3 separate regions of the Mus musculus genome follow, and all the other regions are linked to region 3. A link is a contact called in public HiChIP or PLAC-seq and Micro-C data. All regions are on one chromosome and are shown on one strand. Each heading gives the region's core, a stretch centred on a gene start, on an enhancer-like site or on the middle of the called end of the contact. The rest is flanking DNA. Distances are from core to core; before and after follow the strand shown. Region 1 has its middle 110 kb from the start of Gm30713. Region 2 has its middle 41 kb from the start of Gm30713. Region 3 has its middle 35 kb from the start of 4930567H12Rik.

The links. HiChIP or PLAC-seq counts read pairs in DNA pulled down with a chosen protein or histone mark. Hi-C and Micro-C count contacts between places; a contact is called where the count stands out from the background.
Region 1: a CTCF HiChIP or PLAC-seq map of the NIH/3T3 cell line shows a contact between it and region 3, with 5 read pairs. The contact joins two enhancer-like sites.
Region 2: a Micro-C map of the HL-1 cell line shows a contact between it and region 3, with 2.8 times the contacts expected there. The contact joins two enhancer-like sites. A contact is called at or near these places in 2 of 484 Hi-C or Micro-C datasets (the HL-1 cell line and the N1E-115 cell line) and 1 of 115 datasets of contacts at active chromatin or transcription factors (bone marrow-derived macrophages).

What each region holds. Positions count from the first base shown.
Region 1 is chr8:125,277,654-125,281,290 of GRCm38.p6, reverse strand. No RefSeq gene overlaps it. Among named protein-coding and RNA genes, the nearest start is that of Gm30713, 110 kb to the left of the region's middle. Within about 2 kb of position 1,625, at least 29 of the 459 cell types and tissues checked have an H3K27ac peak or open chromatin away from gene starts, as enhancers often do. A contact at or near this core is called in the NIH/3T3 cell line, where this site is marked.
Region 2 is chr8:125,342,819-125,346,180 of GRCm38.p6, reverse strand. No RefSeq gene overlaps it. Among named protein-coding and RNA genes, the nearest start is that of Gm30713, 41 kb to the left of the region's middle. Within about 2 kb of position 2,015, at least 101 of the 459 cell types and tissues checked have an H3K27ac peak or open chromatin away from gene starts, as enhancers often do. A contact at or near this core is called in the HL-1 cell line, the N1E-115 cell line and bone marrow-derived macrophages, where this site is marked.
Region 3 is chr8:125,618,275-125,621,671 of GRCm38.p6, reverse strand. No RefSeq gene overlaps it. Among named protein-coding and RNA genes, the nearest start is that of 4930567H12Rik, 35 kb to the right of the region's middle. Within about 2 kb of position 1,976, at least 149 of the 459 cell types and tissues checked have an H3K27ac peak or open chromatin away from gene starts, as enhancers often do. A contact at or near this core is called in the HL-1 cell line, the N1E-115 cell line, the NIH/3T3 cell line and 1 more, where this site is marked.

The DNA.
Region 1 (3,637 bases), core at 376-2,875, 340 kb after region 3:
TTCTAACCTAACCAGTGTTTCACACAGAGAGAGGGGTTGGCACAATGGTTAAGCTTTGTCTTCGCTTTGATGGGATTTAGAATCACCGTGGAAATACACCTCTGCTTTTTCTAGGTTAGGTTAATTGAGCTGAGGAGGGCCACCCTAAATATAGAAGTAACCATCACACAGGCTGAAGTCCGGACGGAACAGCAGGGAGATGGGAGATGGGTACCAGCATCAGGCAGCTCTCTCTGCTTCCTGACTGCGGATGCTATGAGCTGTCTCTCACTGGTGCTGCTAAGCCTTTCCCCCCATGATGCCTTGCATCCATGTACTGTGAAACAAAACAATCTTTGTCCGTCCATTAAGTTACTTTTGTAGGTGTTTCATTGTATCAGTGAGAAAAAGTAATACAGCTATTTAGATTTTTTCTGCCTGGTCCTGAAGAGTAAGCCTGCCTTGAGTTTCTGTGTGTGTGTGTGTGTGTGTGTGTGTGTGTGTGTGTGTGTGTGCAAGCATGGGAGCCATAGGTGGTTGTGAACTGCCTGGTGTGAGTTCTGGGATCTTAACTTGGCTTTGAGAAGAGCACCCAGCATCCTCACTGCTGAACCTTCTCTCCAGCCCTTGCCACACACTATGGTCGCTTCAAGCTTTATCTTCCTGGGGCTCTACAAACCCTTTGTTTCCTTGCTTGCTTGCTTGCTTGCTTGCTTGCTTGCTTGCTTGCTTGTTTTAGGATCTTTTGAGACAGGGGCTCACTATGTAGCCCTGGCAAGCCTGATGCTTCCTCATCTTCCTACAGGTATGGGCCCCTGTGCCTGACTCTCTCTCTATAGCTTGAATGAGACTGGACTTCTTTGCATGATTTTACGTTCATCGCACTAAATAATAGCTTTATCTAGCATACTCACATTAAACACTTAAGAATGAAGCCTGTGTCCCAACACGAGTCATAGCCCAAGAGTGCTTTCCTTGCATCTGGGAAACGTAAAGAAGCACTGTTTGAACTCGCACAGTTGGCCTCTGGAGTCATACACAGACAAAACCACTAACAGTGTGGTACCTTGGTCAGCTTTGTGCCTTCATGGCTATTATCCGCTCCCCTGCCTACCCTGCCCACTTACTTTGAATGTAGTTACAGCTCTTATGTGGGATAACTTGAAGGGGAAAGAAAATTAAAGGGATCTGTCAAATGGGGAAAATTAGAAGCAGGTGGCTGCAGGCACATAGCCAATGCCCCGGGGCATGCAGTCTCGTAGCTATGCGTCTGGAGGATGGGCTATACCATGGCTCAGAAGCTCTGCATCTTTGCTTTTGGATAAAGGGCAAACCTTGGAGTCAAGACCTACCTATGTGCATGTCTTGGATAATTCTTCAAGCCCAGGCCTCCCCTGGAATCCTGCTTGCCCATGGCCTGGTCTTCATGCCATCTTCCCCCAGCAGTTAGACCCCTTGAGGGGACCTGAGCATGACCTCCCTCTGGGTGGCTTCTGGAAGAACCAGCTTGAAAGGAGAGGAAAGGGGGGAGGGGGAATCTGTGTAGAAAGGTTTCCCAGGTGCTCTGGCATCCACAGACACATCCTTGGCATCCCAGCACCCGCCCTGAAGCCATGGCACCAATGGCAGGCTCACTCCTCCATGTCACACCTCAGGACCAGATGCCTGATGACTAAGGATCACAAGATAGTCCAAAAAGCCAGGAGTGAAAGAAGATTGCAAAACCCAGCGAAACCGAGAGACTTTGGAGAAAATAGGTTAGTAAACGGAGCAGGTTAAAAACAAAACAAAACAAAAAACAAATTCTTAAACCAGGTGTGAAAGTGCATAGCTCAAATCCCAGAGCCCAGCTTGTGAAGCAGGAGTGCATGCTCTTCATTTGTAGGGCTTACTCAGAGCCAGCCTGGGATACATGAGACCTGTCAAAAAAGCAAAACAAAACAAAAAGAACAAAAATATATGACATTGCCAGGGATTTCATGAGTCACTGTGTTTGGAAATGAGAGGAGGGGAGAAATGCAATCAGAGAATGAGAAAGCTTCACAGCTTGGTTTAAAATGACAGCCAGAAGAGAAAAGTGGGGAGGTTGCGGAGATTGTCAACATAAGCCTCAGAATATAGACTGGAATTATCCACAGTGAATGGAAGAAAAGATTCGGGGGTGCAGAGATGATTCAATCCATCCTAAGGAAAGCTCCACAGAGACACAGCCAAGAACGTCAGATCCTTCCTCCAGCAACAAAATGCACAAGAAGTACCTAAGCAGAAGAAGAAAGCTACAATCCCCCAATGCCAGCCATGTGCTGAAAAGGGCTGAGCCCAGGAACATCACTGGTGAGCTCCTGGGACAGGAGAGTGGGCATAAGACCCCAAAAACCCTGTGGGAAGATGAAAATAAGCCAGAGTTGCCTGGATAAGGACAGGCAGTCATTGAACACCACAGGAAGCAACTGACATATAGCACAGTGTTGGGAAGAAGAGCCCAGCTACAGCATAATTTCAGCAAGTTGGAGATAGCAGGGGACAGGGCCATTTGAGTGTCCTGCAGGCTGATAGCAGATGGTGCTGGAAATACAGAGATGCTTCCATAAGACTTTGCAAACACCCTCAGAGGAGTGAGGAGAAGCTTAGCTTTAGGCCCAGAAATCAAGTGTCTGGGGGAGAGTCCCCCAGAATGGAGAGGGAACCCTAGTGTCTGTTGCCTGCCTGTGAGAATGTCTCATGCATAGCCCAAGAAGCTGATGAGAAGGGCAGCCTTCCTTCATCCAGCCTTAGGGAATGATGCTATAGAAGGTGAGCGCAAGGTAAGGCTGGGGATGAGCGGCACAGTACAGCTGTGAGCCACCCAGTGACATCATCCCGCAAGAACAAGCATGAGAATCTGGGGCTTTCCGTTCTCAAACTTGCTCACATAACTCAAATTTACTGAGCAGCAATTGAGCCAGTCGTGCCTTTAGTAAGGGAAATGAAGTGGCAAGCAAGACAAAATCCTTGTCCTCTCAGATAAAAGGAACAATGGCAGGTGATTATCTAGAGAATACAAGGAAAATATTAACTGAAATTCCAAAGTGAAGCCCGTGCCTGTGATCTCAGCACTCAGGAGGTGGAGGAAGGTTCGTCAGAATTCAATATCATCCTCAGCTATTGCGTGAGTTCGAGTCCGCTCTGGGATATGTGGAACTCAAAAATAAATGAGAGAATAAAAGATCTTTGTATAAAGTAGAGAGGGCTGGGGGTGTGGCTCAGTGTCCAAGTGCTGTCCTATCAAGTGTGAGACCCTGGGACAGATGTCCAGAACAGCTAATGCACATACGGAGGGAAAGAAAAAGGAAAGGGGGGAGGGGGAGGGAAGGGAGGGAAAAGAAGGGGAAAAGGGAAGGAGGGGAGAAGGATGGTAGTGAAGGAGGAGAGGCAAGGCAGGAGGAACTGGGGGGTAAGAGGAACTGAGAATGTGGAGAATGCCGAGGGAGCAGGAATAACAAGAAGAGCCACAGAAAAGATGAGGTGCAGGGATAAACACCAAAGAGACCATCGGGGCTCAAATTTGTGGCTTTAGGTCCTATCTGTCCCTGAGTGGCAGAAGCCACATTTCTTAATTCTCTTTGTATTCAAACTGAAATAGGACGGCCTGTCATTGTGACTCCCTCTCCCCACCAGA
Region 2 (3,362 bases), core at 766-3,265, 280 kb after region 3:
CCTGAGTGCTTTCCCTTTTTGCTCCCCAGGAGCCTCAGCTCCTATGCATTTTCATTCTAGGCACTCATCAAGTTTTTCCTTTTCTGTGATCAGGAAAAAGGAATCTTTAAAAGTAACTTAAGAATTACTGTGTGTGGAGGTGTGTCGATCGGCGTGTAGGTATGCCTATGAATGTCCAGGTACTCACAGAGGCCACTAGAGTCCAGTCCCTTAGAACCGGAGTCACAGCCCGTTAGGAGCCTTCTCACGTGAGTGTTGGGAGCTGCATTGCTTTGCAGAACTGAGCAATTGCCTTTATCAGATTGGTCTACGGGCCTGTCTTGGGGAATTGTCTTGATTGATAATTGGTGTAGGCGGGACCAGCCTACTTTCAACCATCCCTTGGCAGGTAGTCCTGGGTTGAATAAGCAAGCTAGCAGAGTGCCAGAGTGAGCAAGCCAGAGCCAGAGAGCGAGCCAGCAATCAGGTTCCCTACGGTTTCTGTTTCAGGATTCTGATTAAGTTCCGTCCTTGATTTCCCTCAGTGATAGATTGTGACATAAGAGTATAAGCCAAATAAATACACACGCACATGTGTGTGCACACACGTGAGATTGTATACAAAGGGGCTCTAGCAGGCCCAAACATGGCAAATATGGCTCTGGCAGACCTTGATCTTCTCCCCCATTCCCTCTGCCTTGCTAAAACCCAGTTAGATTCCTAAAGCTAGCCACCAAGGTCTATTCCTTTATTTGGCAACTTCCTCCTCCTGAGGCTGACCATCAAGGACCAGCAATCAAAGTATTGAAGTCCAGCAATCAAAAGCCCACTTTGGCTCACCTAATTAACATGCTCAATTAAAGTTAAACACTTCATCCTAACGCGGGGCTTTCCTCTTTCCCTTTATAAACCACCATTTGCCTATGGGCCACATCTCTCTCCTCTCTATCCAGAGGCAATTCTCTGTGTCCCACCCACTCCAGTACAAATACCCCTCCCCCCTCTTGTGAATGAATGTTTGTCTACTTGTGTGTCTGTGTACCATTGGCATGCTTGATGCCTGTGGAGGCCAGAAGAAGCTGTCAGATCCCCTGGAACTAGTGTTATGGGTGGTTGTGAGCTACCATGTAGTTCTGGGGACTGAACCCTGGTCCTCTGTAAGAACAATCAGTGCTCCGAACTGCTAAGCTCCCCACACCCCTCACCCATGCTCAAACTGTTTTATGACAGCAGCAGAGAGAAAACTAGAACAGGGTGCCGGAGAAAGTGGCGAGATAAATGCTCGTCTTCTCAGCCGTCTCCTCAGCCTGCCTCCGAGTGTCCTGCGGTTTCAGGGCAGAAGAGGGAACTCTCTTAATTATTTATTATAATTTTCCTATGGTTTACTACCTTACATATTTTATGCCTGACAAATATGCGGCCTGAAAAATCTTCCCCACAAATCAAAGATGACTTGATGGTTTTGTGGAGTTAAAGTTTTTAATCCCGAGGGAGCACATGAGCATGTGGGGTATTTCTGGGGGTTTGCCTTGTGGATGTTGCAGTGGGGTGATCATCTATGTGCGGGCACTGGCCTGAAGTCTGGGATCCCAGGGGAGGAGGGCAAAGACATCTCAGGTATTTAGAAGCAGCAGTGAACCCAGGGGAGTGACCTTCTCGGCTATCAGACACATCTCCAGGTCCCAAGACAGAAACCTAAGCCTTTTCCACAGCTCAGAGGCCCAGAGTGCTCAGCACCTCTCTGATCTTTTATCCCTCTCTCCTGCCCGATTACTGGAGGCTGAGGAGAGGACAGTGGCTGGCTCTGATGTGGAGCTCAGAGCAGCCCACGGAATATCCCTGACAGGCGCAGTGTGGCTGCCAGACAACCAGGCTTGCTAGCTTTATAGAGACTCTCTTGCCTGAACCCTCTTTCAGAATACTTCATCTAAGTTGCCACAGGATGTGACCAATGCCTCAGGATGCCACCCACAGATGTTTGAAGGGTCCCTGGGGGGCAATAGAGACCTCTCATCCCTTCCTCTGCTAGCTCGGTGACGAAAGAGCCGGGTGAGTGAGTCAGACGTGGGCAGAGATTGTCACACATAGATCAGTGTGTTTACATCCTAGAGCAATTGGAAGAAAAAAATAACTTGTTGTATCTCTCCACAAGTTGATGACTCATCCATTCCTTGCGACGTGTTTTAGCTAAGAAGTAATAACTCTTCATTAGGAGGCTGCCCAAGGGTGCTGAGTTGCCATGGCAACGGCCCTTCACACAGACAGACGTTCATGATCTCCCTAGGTATCTCTTCATCTGACATCATTCCAGGACATTCAGTATTTGGACCGGAACATAGAAGTATGGCAGACATTTGTTTACAAGGATGGGCATGTCTGTGGCGGTGCCTGAGTACCCGAGAAGGGCAATTTGTCAATTTATATGGGGTAGAGATATATTTAGTCCTTGGTTATGGAAACTAGGAAGGCTGGGAGCATGGGGTTGACGTCTTCTCTGCTCATGATGAAGCAAAGGGTGTCACATGGTGAGACACGGCAAGCTGGTCAGAGGAAGTGAAGGTGCTAAGGAAGCCAGTCCTGAACAACCTGTCACTTGGTTAATGCTAGAGTAAAGGAGAGTGTTCAGTATCTCCTCCTTTCGGTAGTGCTTCCCTGGGGACCAGGTTTCTAAGGCTTGGACTTTGTGGAATATATAGCAGGGTGCATATAAGTGTAATAGATGTATGTGTGTATAATATATGCGTATATATATTACATGTATAATACATATCATATAATACATGTATTAAATAATATATTGCATGCATATATGAATATATTACACATGTGATACATATTGTATAACACATGTGCATTATAATAATACATATCATATATATGTATGTGTGTACATATGCAATATAATGACACTATATAATTATAATATAGATGCTTTCTCTAGGCTGGACAGGACCCTTGCCATCTTGAAGTAGAATAGCTGTGATCCTCATGAGATCTGGTCTGTTAATGTTCCTGCATGGAGGAATGGGAAGAATTCACCAGGCAAAGGAAGCACAAGGCCTCCCAAATACCCCCACGAGTTCCCTCCTCTCCCAAAGATGTCAGTCACTATTAAGTATGAAATAAAGAGTTGACTGGGCTGGGACTTGCTGTCAGCGTGGCTGCCCTTGAGTGCTCTTGTTCCTGTAAACAATCTCCACAGAGCCACCCATTCACTCCTTGGACGAACACTTCCCTTTGGCTTGTTGATGTCCTCTCTATTTGGGATGAGCTGGTGCCACTCGGGTCTCCCTGGGAGGGGGTGGCTAGATGGTCTCTGGTAACCTGGCTGCTCTCCGCTGCCTTCTCCAGCAGGAGGTACCACACAAGCCTCATCGAAGCTC
Region 3 (3,397 bases), core at 727-3,226:
CTCTAAAGACCCACCAATCCCTATGGTATACTATAGAAGGGCCTTCACTTTCACAGTCAAAGATGAAAAGATGATGCACACACACGTGCAATGTGTCCATATTTCTGTGAAGTTTTACTTTCTATTCATCCCTGCAGCAAAGCTCTGATGTGGGTCTGATCAACTGCACTCTTTTGCTGTGTGTGTGTGTGTGTGTGTGTGTGTGTGTGTGTGTGTGTGTCTGTATTTGTGTGTGTGGCTGTGTGTTTGTGTGTGCATGTGTGGCTGTTTGTATATGTGTCTGTGTTTATGTGTGTGTCTGTGTATGTGTGTGTGTGTTTATGTGTGTCTGGTCAGAATTTGCAACCAACTCTTCTCTTTTTTTTGCTTCCCTTCCACTTGAGTGACCAGTAACCCAACCACTAACACTATTCTCTAGGATTATATTCATTTTGAAAGCTACCTCAAATCTATTGGAGATCAAGAATTAAGTGTGCTAGTAACAGATAATGAATACAATGAAAGTGAATCGGAAGGCAGCCTGCGGTACTATCCTGCCTGTCGGGCATGCTTCCAAACTGGAGGAGAACTTGGTAGCACTTCTAAAGACTACTGAAGTCCAGAGGACCCTTTAAGGCTCTGGACGACTGATGGGGATGCTGGGAGAGCAGGAAGTACGGCCACATGCAGGAGGCCGGAAGCCTAAGAATGAGGAGCTGTCAGGCCCGGGAAGGAGACGGATGATGGTGAAGGCTGACAGGAGGACGAGACAGCAGAAGGTCAAGAAGTGGTTTCTCAGAAGGGCCAGTGTTGTGGGAAGTGCTGAGCATTCAAAGCATCCTTGCTTCATTATTTCTAGAGCAGGAGAGAAAATGGTGGGGTCAGAGTGAGCGGCAGAATGTGTAGGTTCACAGAGGTCACTCACGAGGTAGCAGTCATCACCCACAAGGTCTATGGCATTATCTCCTGTGGGAAGAGAAAATGGGGCTTCTGCCTGGAAAGCCAGAGTCATAGTACTGTAGTTCAAAGCACCTCCAACAAGCCTGTCTGGTCTGGACTGAACCTGTGGCCAGATGGACAATCACAGACACGCTAACCCTGGAGGGCATATGTCAGTTGTCTGACACAAGACAGATCCTCCCATAAAGGAGAAGCAGGAAGTCAGTGCTGGTCTCCTAGGCAGTCTCTGTCACAGATCACTGGCTGCCTGCTGGATTGTGATGTGCGCTCCATTGGCTCAGTGCTGTGTGTGCTCTGACGCTGCAAGCACGAGGGGCACAGGGCTTTCAGTGTCCCCTTCTCCTGCTACCTGCCTCTTCTGGGCACAGACCTGGATCCTGGCTTTAGCCTTCTGACCCTACTTCTTCTATTTCTGTCTCCTGTTTTAGATAGACTGTGTGGTAGTCCACGTGACAAGTGACAGTTGCCAGGGCTGAAGGGACCATCTCTAGGGACATGTTTTTATTCAAAGTCCCTTACCTGTGACAGATACAGTCCTGGTAACTTAGCTGTGGCCAGGTTAGACTTGTGTATACCCTGAGGAGCTGTTTATTTCTGTTTTGTTTGTGTTTTGTTTTGTGAGAAACATCCTTTGGATTGCCAGGTACTCATAACCCAGAGACCATGACCTGTGCTCCTTCCTGACTTGCCATTCCTACTGGCCCTCAGCAGCCAGCACCCCAACCTCCAAGGCTAGGCCTTCAGCCTCACAGAGGCCACAGCGAGCAAGCAGCAGCAATGCCGGGGAAAGGTGAGACTTTGCCAGTTCTATGGCTGAAATCTAAGTGGGAACCTTATGAAGGGGAAGACAGGAAGCCCCTGCCACTCCGGTGAGTCTCTGGGTGGCTCTGTGAGTCCAGGAAGTGAAGAGGGCTCCCTGTACACAGCTGCTTATGCAATGCATTGGATTATGAGCTCAGCAGGGGCCAGAAGGGGCGCATTTGCAAAAGGAGACATCAGCTCCTCCTGCAGACCCAGGAGGAGGTAATGCTGAATCATGCGCTGTGACTCAGGAGCAGCCATTAGCTGGCCCGGGAGTGGACAGAAAATGAGTACAATTGTGTACTCCTTCCAGAGAGCTTACAAATGAGGGCTGGCAGCCCGGCTGACAGATCTAGGTCTGTTACTGAACACCGGAGACGACCTGCCTAATCACGATTTGGGAGGTTTCAACAGAGCAAGAGAAATGTTTCCACCCAACAAACCCTCGGACGCCACAGCAGGACAGAGCAAAACTCCATTAAGGGGAGGCAGCTCAATCAGTAAAATGCTTGTCCGCAACCATGGGAACCCGAGTTTGGATCCCCAGCATTGCAGAAAAGGTCAGGTACAGTGTTGTTGGGAACCTGTGATCCTGCCTACCAGGGAGACAGTAAAGAGAGTCTCCTTAGGCTGGCAAACCAAGCAGCCTAGCTGAATCAGGGCACTCCAGGTTCACTGAGAGATGCTGCCTCAAAAATAAGTAAACAAACAAACAAACACGGTGGAGTATGAATAGGGGAGACGGGCCCTGGACCTCTTGCTTCGCCACGCGCATGCGCAAGTCCTGCCTCTGACTCAGCCTCTCTTTCTGCTCCCACACTAACGCAAGGACAAGGACGACAAAGTCATTTATTGGCTCTGGTTTCATTTGTTCTGTAAACAGAGCAGTTTCCTAAGGCGACTGGTTTAATAGATGTTAACTCTTTCGTTGACCATCCCAGATCTCAGAGGCACAGGGGATCTTGGCTGAGCACGGAGAGAACGCTGTGTGTGTGTGTGTGTGTGTGTGTGTGTGTGTGTTGGGAGGCGGGGTGGGAAGGAGTTAGGAAAGGGAGAGACCACCACCAATAAACCAGCCGAATAAGTCAGAGGACCACCTGCGCTTTCAAAAGTGTGGGATGCCACTGTGACCTACACACATCCTTCCTCTTTCTGTGGTGGATTGATGTGAGAGGGACCACCTCACTGTGGGCAGTGCCATGCCTGGGCTGGGTTCTGGATGCGCTAAGAAAGCAGGCTGAGCATGCCTCAGGGAGCAAGCTAGTAAGCAGCACCCTTCCATGACTTCTGCCTCAGCTCCTGTCCCCAGGCTCCTGCTTTGAGTTCCTGCCCTGACTTCCCTCAACTACAAGCTATCAGATCAAATAAGCCCTTTCCTCCCTAAGTTGCTTTTGATTGTGGGGTTTACAATAGCCATAGAACCCCTAAGACAGGAAGTACTGAGAAACTATGTAAAGAGAGGAACCAGGACCTCTAAATGTCGATGCACGTTATCCATGACTTCTGAACGGGATTTGCAGGAAAGCAATGGGTGAGAATCTGTGACAGGTTCAGATGTAAAATAAACCTCACAGACTTGTACATCTGAATACTTGCTCCCCAGTTAATGGTCTTGCTTGGAAAGGCTGAGCAGTCTTTAGGACACAGGCCTAGCTGA